Regions from separate parts of the Sus scrofa genome. Here region 1 is linked to region 2. The links are chromatin contacts, called in public Hi-C maps. All regions are on one chromosome and are shown on one strand. The core of a region is the stretch at or near the end of the contact, and the rest is flanking DNA. Distances in the headings are between cores, read along the strand shown. Region 1 holds the start of LOC100153863 (myeloid-associated differentiation marker-like). Region 2 has its middle 200 kb from the start of ACAN.

The links. Hi-C and Micro-C count contacts between places; a contact is called where the count stands out from the background.
Region 1: a contact with region 2 is called in a Hi-C map of fetal liver, with 1.5 times the contacts expected there. The contact joins the promoter of LOC100153863 here to the enhancer-like site in region 2. A contact is called at or near these places in 9 of 47 Hi-C or Micro-C datasets (epiblast stem cells, fetal heart ventricle, fetal liver and 6 more).

The regions. Positions count from the first base shown.
Region 1 is chr7:54,322,295-54,324,994 of Sscrofa11.1, reverse strand. It overlaps LOC100153863 (myeloid-associated differentiation marker-like), which reads left to right and starts at 1,351. Exons shown (of 1, transcript XM_013997061.2): 1 at 1,351-2,628. The coding sequence starts at 1,627. The coding sequence ends at 2,490.
Region 2 is chr7:54,282,840-54,285,539 of Sscrofa11.1, reverse strand. No RefSeq gene overlaps it. Among named protein-coding and RNA genes, the nearest start is that of ACAN, 200 kb to the left of the region's middle. Within about 2 kb of position 1,284, at least 2 of the 83 cell types and tissues checked have an H3K27ac peak or open chromatin away from gene starts, as enhancers often do. A contact at or near this core is called in fetal liver, where this site is marked.

The sequences.
Region 1 (2,700 bases), core at 102-2,601, 39 kb before region 2:
TTCCTCAAATCTAGTAAAAAAATCTAGACTGTATTTTGTGTCTTTTTTATTTCATTTTTCCAGTAACTCATTTTATTGCCTCTACAAAAGGATAGATCTATGGTAGGTGGGAAAAAAGCAAAGTATCTTTCATCACAGTACTTTGAGGAACTCTCAAATTCTCATCACACAAGTCCCTTAGTGTGTTAATAGGCATTCTGTACAAAGGGGCTCCATGAAAGCCTCCACATCAGCCTCCAGACACAGCACCCTTGTTCATCTCCAATCCCTGCTTCCCAGCTTGGAAGCTGCTAACCAGTCTCCCAGGCCAGACACATCCCCCCTCAGCTGGTACTACTCCCAGATCTTTCCAGACCCCCACCTGGACGGCAGCTTTGGGGCTCAGCAGCCAGACTTCATGTCCATGGAGTCTGCGTTTCCTCCATGAAGCTCCACCTTGGAGTAATGGGCTTGGGGTCTCCTTCCCAAATGGGGGAGAGGCACATGTCCAGGCAAACCTGGGGGGAGGGGAGCAAACCGGTTCCCCCTGCCATGTCATCTTGTCCCCACTGCCTTGCTGTCCCCCCAAGGCCTCTCCCTGCTCACCTCTGCACCTGCCCTCCTCTGTGTGGGGCTGTGTCCCCTCAGATGGCATCTCCTTCCAGGGGTGGCTGCAGGGAGGAGAGGCCAGACCCCTGTTTCTTCACGTTGCTATGAATGAGGCCATGGCCCTGGGAGGGTGTCTTGGGTTCCCAGAGCTCTGAGCTTTGGTCGTGGGCTCGCACCCACGGGCCCTGCTGCAGTGCTGGGCTGGAGAGCACAGGGCTCAAAGCCACAGCTTTGGCACAGTTATCTGGATGCCCACTCCTAGTCATGGGACCTTAGGGAGGCACTTGATTCCCACAGCCCCAGTCTTCTCATCAATAACTGAGGTTAGCTATGTGATCCACAATCCCTTTTCTGAATCCCTTGGTGTCAGATATGCTCCCAGAATTCAGAATTTTTCAGCATCAATCATGTGACGTGGTACATCTCCTCTCTATGACGTAACACCCCCCTGGGGTCTGAATGTACCTTGTCATCAAACACCTTTGTTTGTCTCTCTGCAGCTGAACTTTGGAACATTCACTGGAAGCAGAGTAAATAAAACCCATAGATTTTCTCATGTCTGTTCAGGTCCAATTTTGTCACCAAACAAATGTTTAAAAATTCCTGTTCTGTTTTCATAACCGAAGGTTTGGGAGTGCAGACAGGGTCCATGTTATCTTGTGTCTCCATAGATAATGACACACAGCACAAAGCGATCCAAAGTGTACATGGGTTTGAGGCCAGACCACACCCAGCTGTGAGGTTTGGGATAAGACCAGTCTCCTGACAAGGCCAAGGGTGACGGGTGGGGAGATTAATTCCAGAGCAGCTGTGCTGTTCCCCAAGTGTCTGGGCCATCGGTTCAAACACCAGAGAACCTGAGCCTCAGCTGCCACTGGCCCCTGAGCCTTTTCCAAGCATCTGACTTCATCCACCTCCAGAGCCAGATCTTTCTCTGGTGGGTCCTCGGTGAAGACCACGGCCATGCTGGTGGCAGTGACCGGCACGACCAGCGTGACCACCGTGTGATTTTCCTCAGGCCTGGGCTCCCCAACCATTATGCGCTGCTGCCTCCGACGGCTGCAGCTGCTCTGCACCTGCGTGGCCTTCTTGCTGGGGGCCAGCGTGGGCACTTGGAGCGGGGCCCTAGGTAGCTGGCCCATGTTCATCTGGTGCTTCTGCTTTGTCCTGACCTTCATCATCCTCATCATCGAGTTATGTGAGCTTGAGGATCGATTCTCCTTTTCCTGGGACAACTTTCTCACCACCTACAACTGCTACTCTGCCCTCCTCTGCCTCTCAGCCTCCATCACCTACCCCATCACCTACATCCAGTTCTTGCCTGACAGCCGCTCCCGGGACCATGCCATCACCTCCACTGCGTTCTCCTGTATTGCTTTTGCCGCTTATGCCATGGAAGTGGCCTGGAACAGGGCCCAGCCCAACGCAATCACCAGCTACATGGCCACCGTGCCAGGGCTGCTCAAGGGACTGGAGACCACCGTGGCCTGTGTCATCTTCGCTTTCATCAGCAGCCCCCACCTGTATGAGCATCAGCCAGCCCTGGGCTGGTGCGTGGTCGCATATGCCATCTGCTTCCTCCTGGCAGCCGTGGTCCTCATGCTGAACCTGGGCAAATGTGAGAACAGGCTGCCCATCCCCTTCCACATTTTCCAGCTGGGGCTGACCCTGCTCTCTGTCCTCCTCTATGCCAGCGCGCTGGTCCTCTGGTCTCTCTACCAGTTTGATGAGAAGGTGGGTGGCCAGCCCCCACGCTCCAGCAATGTGAGCTGCAGCCACGAACCCATCTACTCCATGTGCGCCTGGGACCAGCGACTGGCTGTGACCATCCTGACTGCCATCAACCTGCTGATTTATGTGACTGACCTAGTGTTCTTGGCCCTGAATTTTGTAAAGGACTGAGGTTTGGCCCAGAGACTCCCGATTGCTCCTCTCATCTGAAGTTTCTTTACCGAGTTCTGACGTCCTCCAAGGGCCTCTTCCTGGACCCCTCCCTCCCTTCCGGTGGCATATGGACCCCCTTGTCTCCCTCTCTTTCCTCTTTCCTCCCCTCCTTCTGCTCTGCCTCCTTTTCTGTTTTGTCTGGTGGCCCAGGTCCTGTTTCTCCTCTTT
Region 2 (2,700 bases), core at 35-2,534:
CTCCTTATGAAAATCCATGAAAAGAAAGAAGTCTGGCTATTTCTGGTACTTCAGAAAGAGGAGATGCATTCAGAATATTCTTTCTATTTATTTATTTTTTATTTGTATTTATCTATTTATTTTTTTTGCTTTTTAGGGCTGCATCTGAGGCATATGGAGGTTCCCAGGCTAGGGGTCCAAGTGGAGCCACAGCCATAGCTACTTGGGATCTGAGCCTCATGGCACACCACAGCTCACAGCAAGCCAGATCCTTAACCCTGAGCGAGGCCAGGGATCAAACCTGCATCCTTAGGGACTCTAGTCAGGTTTGTTAACTGCTGAGCCTTGACAGGAACTCCCAGAATATTCTGATCCTAGACCCTGGCAGAGGCTGGCAAGACTCCAGACCCCTCCATTATTTCTCTTACCCTCTGCCCCCTCCCCAAGACTTTGGCACCCCAGCTTTCTCTATTCCTTTCCCACAAATTCGATTTAAGCTTTGTTCTTGGTGTCAACTAGAACTTGTTCTAACATAGGCACATGAAGACACAGATTTCTGTATCTTTTAGCCAATAGGCCAGGACAGACACGAGCCCGTTAGTAGGAAAGCATTCCTCTGGACTGAAACAAGCCTCGTATGTTATGGCTGTATTATTACAACGCTATTATAAAACAGAGTGCAAAACTCTGCATTCACTTCCCAGTAAAACATACAGCTTTAAAGATAAATGCTACAACACAGATCCTTTAAGTAGGAAATTCTTCTCCTTTGTTCACTGATACATTCCCCATGCTGAGAAGTGGGCCCGGCCCATGGAGGTGTTTGCAGAGTGAGTATTACAGGAGTTTTCAGCCCCATGTTCCAGGCTGAAACTCCTGACCAGTGTACATTCCATCCCTTCTGTCTTAAGGGAAATGTTTGAGAATCACTGAATCCTGTTTCATCCCATTTAATCCTCCTAACAACCCATGGATGTCACCATGGAAAGGAACCACTGAGAACCAGAACTCCCACCGTATTTGAGGATGTCCCCATCACAGGAGTCTTGGGGAGTGGCTGTGCCTTACCCTCAATAAGACACTAAAAAGGCCAGATAAATATTTGACCTGGCCAGTAAGTGGGGCCTGGACACACACCTTAAATGCAGGCAATACACAGACACAAGGTCTTATCAGAATTCCCAATCCCGGGGCCTGCAGTAGAATCCAGTGTGTGTCTCCAAGGCCCCCAGTGCCTGGACCAGTGGCCCTTGGCTGTGCCCTGGCTGCCCAGCACCCCTTCTTCCTGGTCTAGGCTAGTTCTGAAGCTGGTCCCTCCCTGATAATTCTCCAAATGACTCAGCATCCTCCTAGTAGAGTTGTTCTCTGCTTAAGTTGCCAGAGAAGTTTTCTGCAGGGTGGAATCAAGATTTTTCATGTCTAAGAGCAGATGCTATTAACTCCATTTTCTGGATGAGGAAACCGAGGCTTAGACTGGCACTGACTGAGCACAGGGTACATGCGCCAGGCTGAGCTCTGGTCCCAGTTTAGGTTGAGGGCAGGTGAGATGTAAGGGGAAAGGCCCTGAGATGACCAGAAGGGACTGAAGGAGTTCTCAGGGTCTGGAGAGAGGGAGGAGATGAGGGTGGAGTGGTGGGGAGGGGTCTGAAGTTGCAGGGCTTTGGAGATGACCTTTGGAATTTGTTTTTCCTCCTAATGAAGGAAAGAGCAGCCTTCAAAGTGTCTCAGTTTGAGTTCCATTCAAATCAGATATTGAGGTAAAGAGCGGAGATGGATGGATCAGGGAGAAGCTTCTGGCAGGTGTCCAGGTGAGGGGATGGATGGATCTGGACTAGGCGGTGGCTCTAGAGACGAAGAAGAGTGGGTGGATTCATGAGTGTTTTGTGAGGAGCATCTGTGAAGGTGGTGCCATGGCTGAGACGGGAAAGATGGGGAAGGGGCAGTGTGAGTTGGGGGTGGGGGTTCAAGAGATGGGACTGGATGCAATGAGTGTGAGGTGCCCTGAGCTATGCAGAGGGAGAGATTGGGAGAGAGATGGACATGACCTTCTCTGTCAATAGAGATGAGCTCTGGAGGCTCAAATTGGGGAGTTGTCATCACAGAGCCTATTCACTACATCCAGTAATTCTTAAATGTCACATTAATAGAGCAGGCCCCCCCCCCATTTCCTCCACACCTAATACAGCAGCCTTGCTCACCTCCTCACACTCCAACAATTCTTGCTCCCTGTTTTCCCTTTGTTGTTACATTTATCACCACGTCATGGTATTACGTATTGATTTGGACATTGTCCATCTCCTGTGCTAGAACTTATGCTCCATGAGGGCAGAAACTATTGGTTCTGTTCTCTGTTCTCCACCCCATTCATCAAATAGTGCCTGGCACACACTTGGTGCACAACAATATTTGCTGACTGTGTGGACTCTACAGCCACGGTCTAGAGGGAGAAAAGCAGATACACAGAGCAGAGGTGGTCTCAGCCCAAGTCCTGAGGACCGGAAATGCTCAGACAATGGGAGAGAAGGACGGAGAGCAAGACGGAGGAGAGGCTGAGCATCAGAAGGAACATCACCCCAGGGAAGGTTTCCTGACTCAGGTGAATTGTAAGAGATACATTTCTGGAAAAGCTTTACCAGCCTCCACCCAGATTCTTGGGTCTCCATTTCATTTTCCTCCTAACAGCCAGATGTCCACTCCAAAGTGGGCATCTGATTGAGCAAC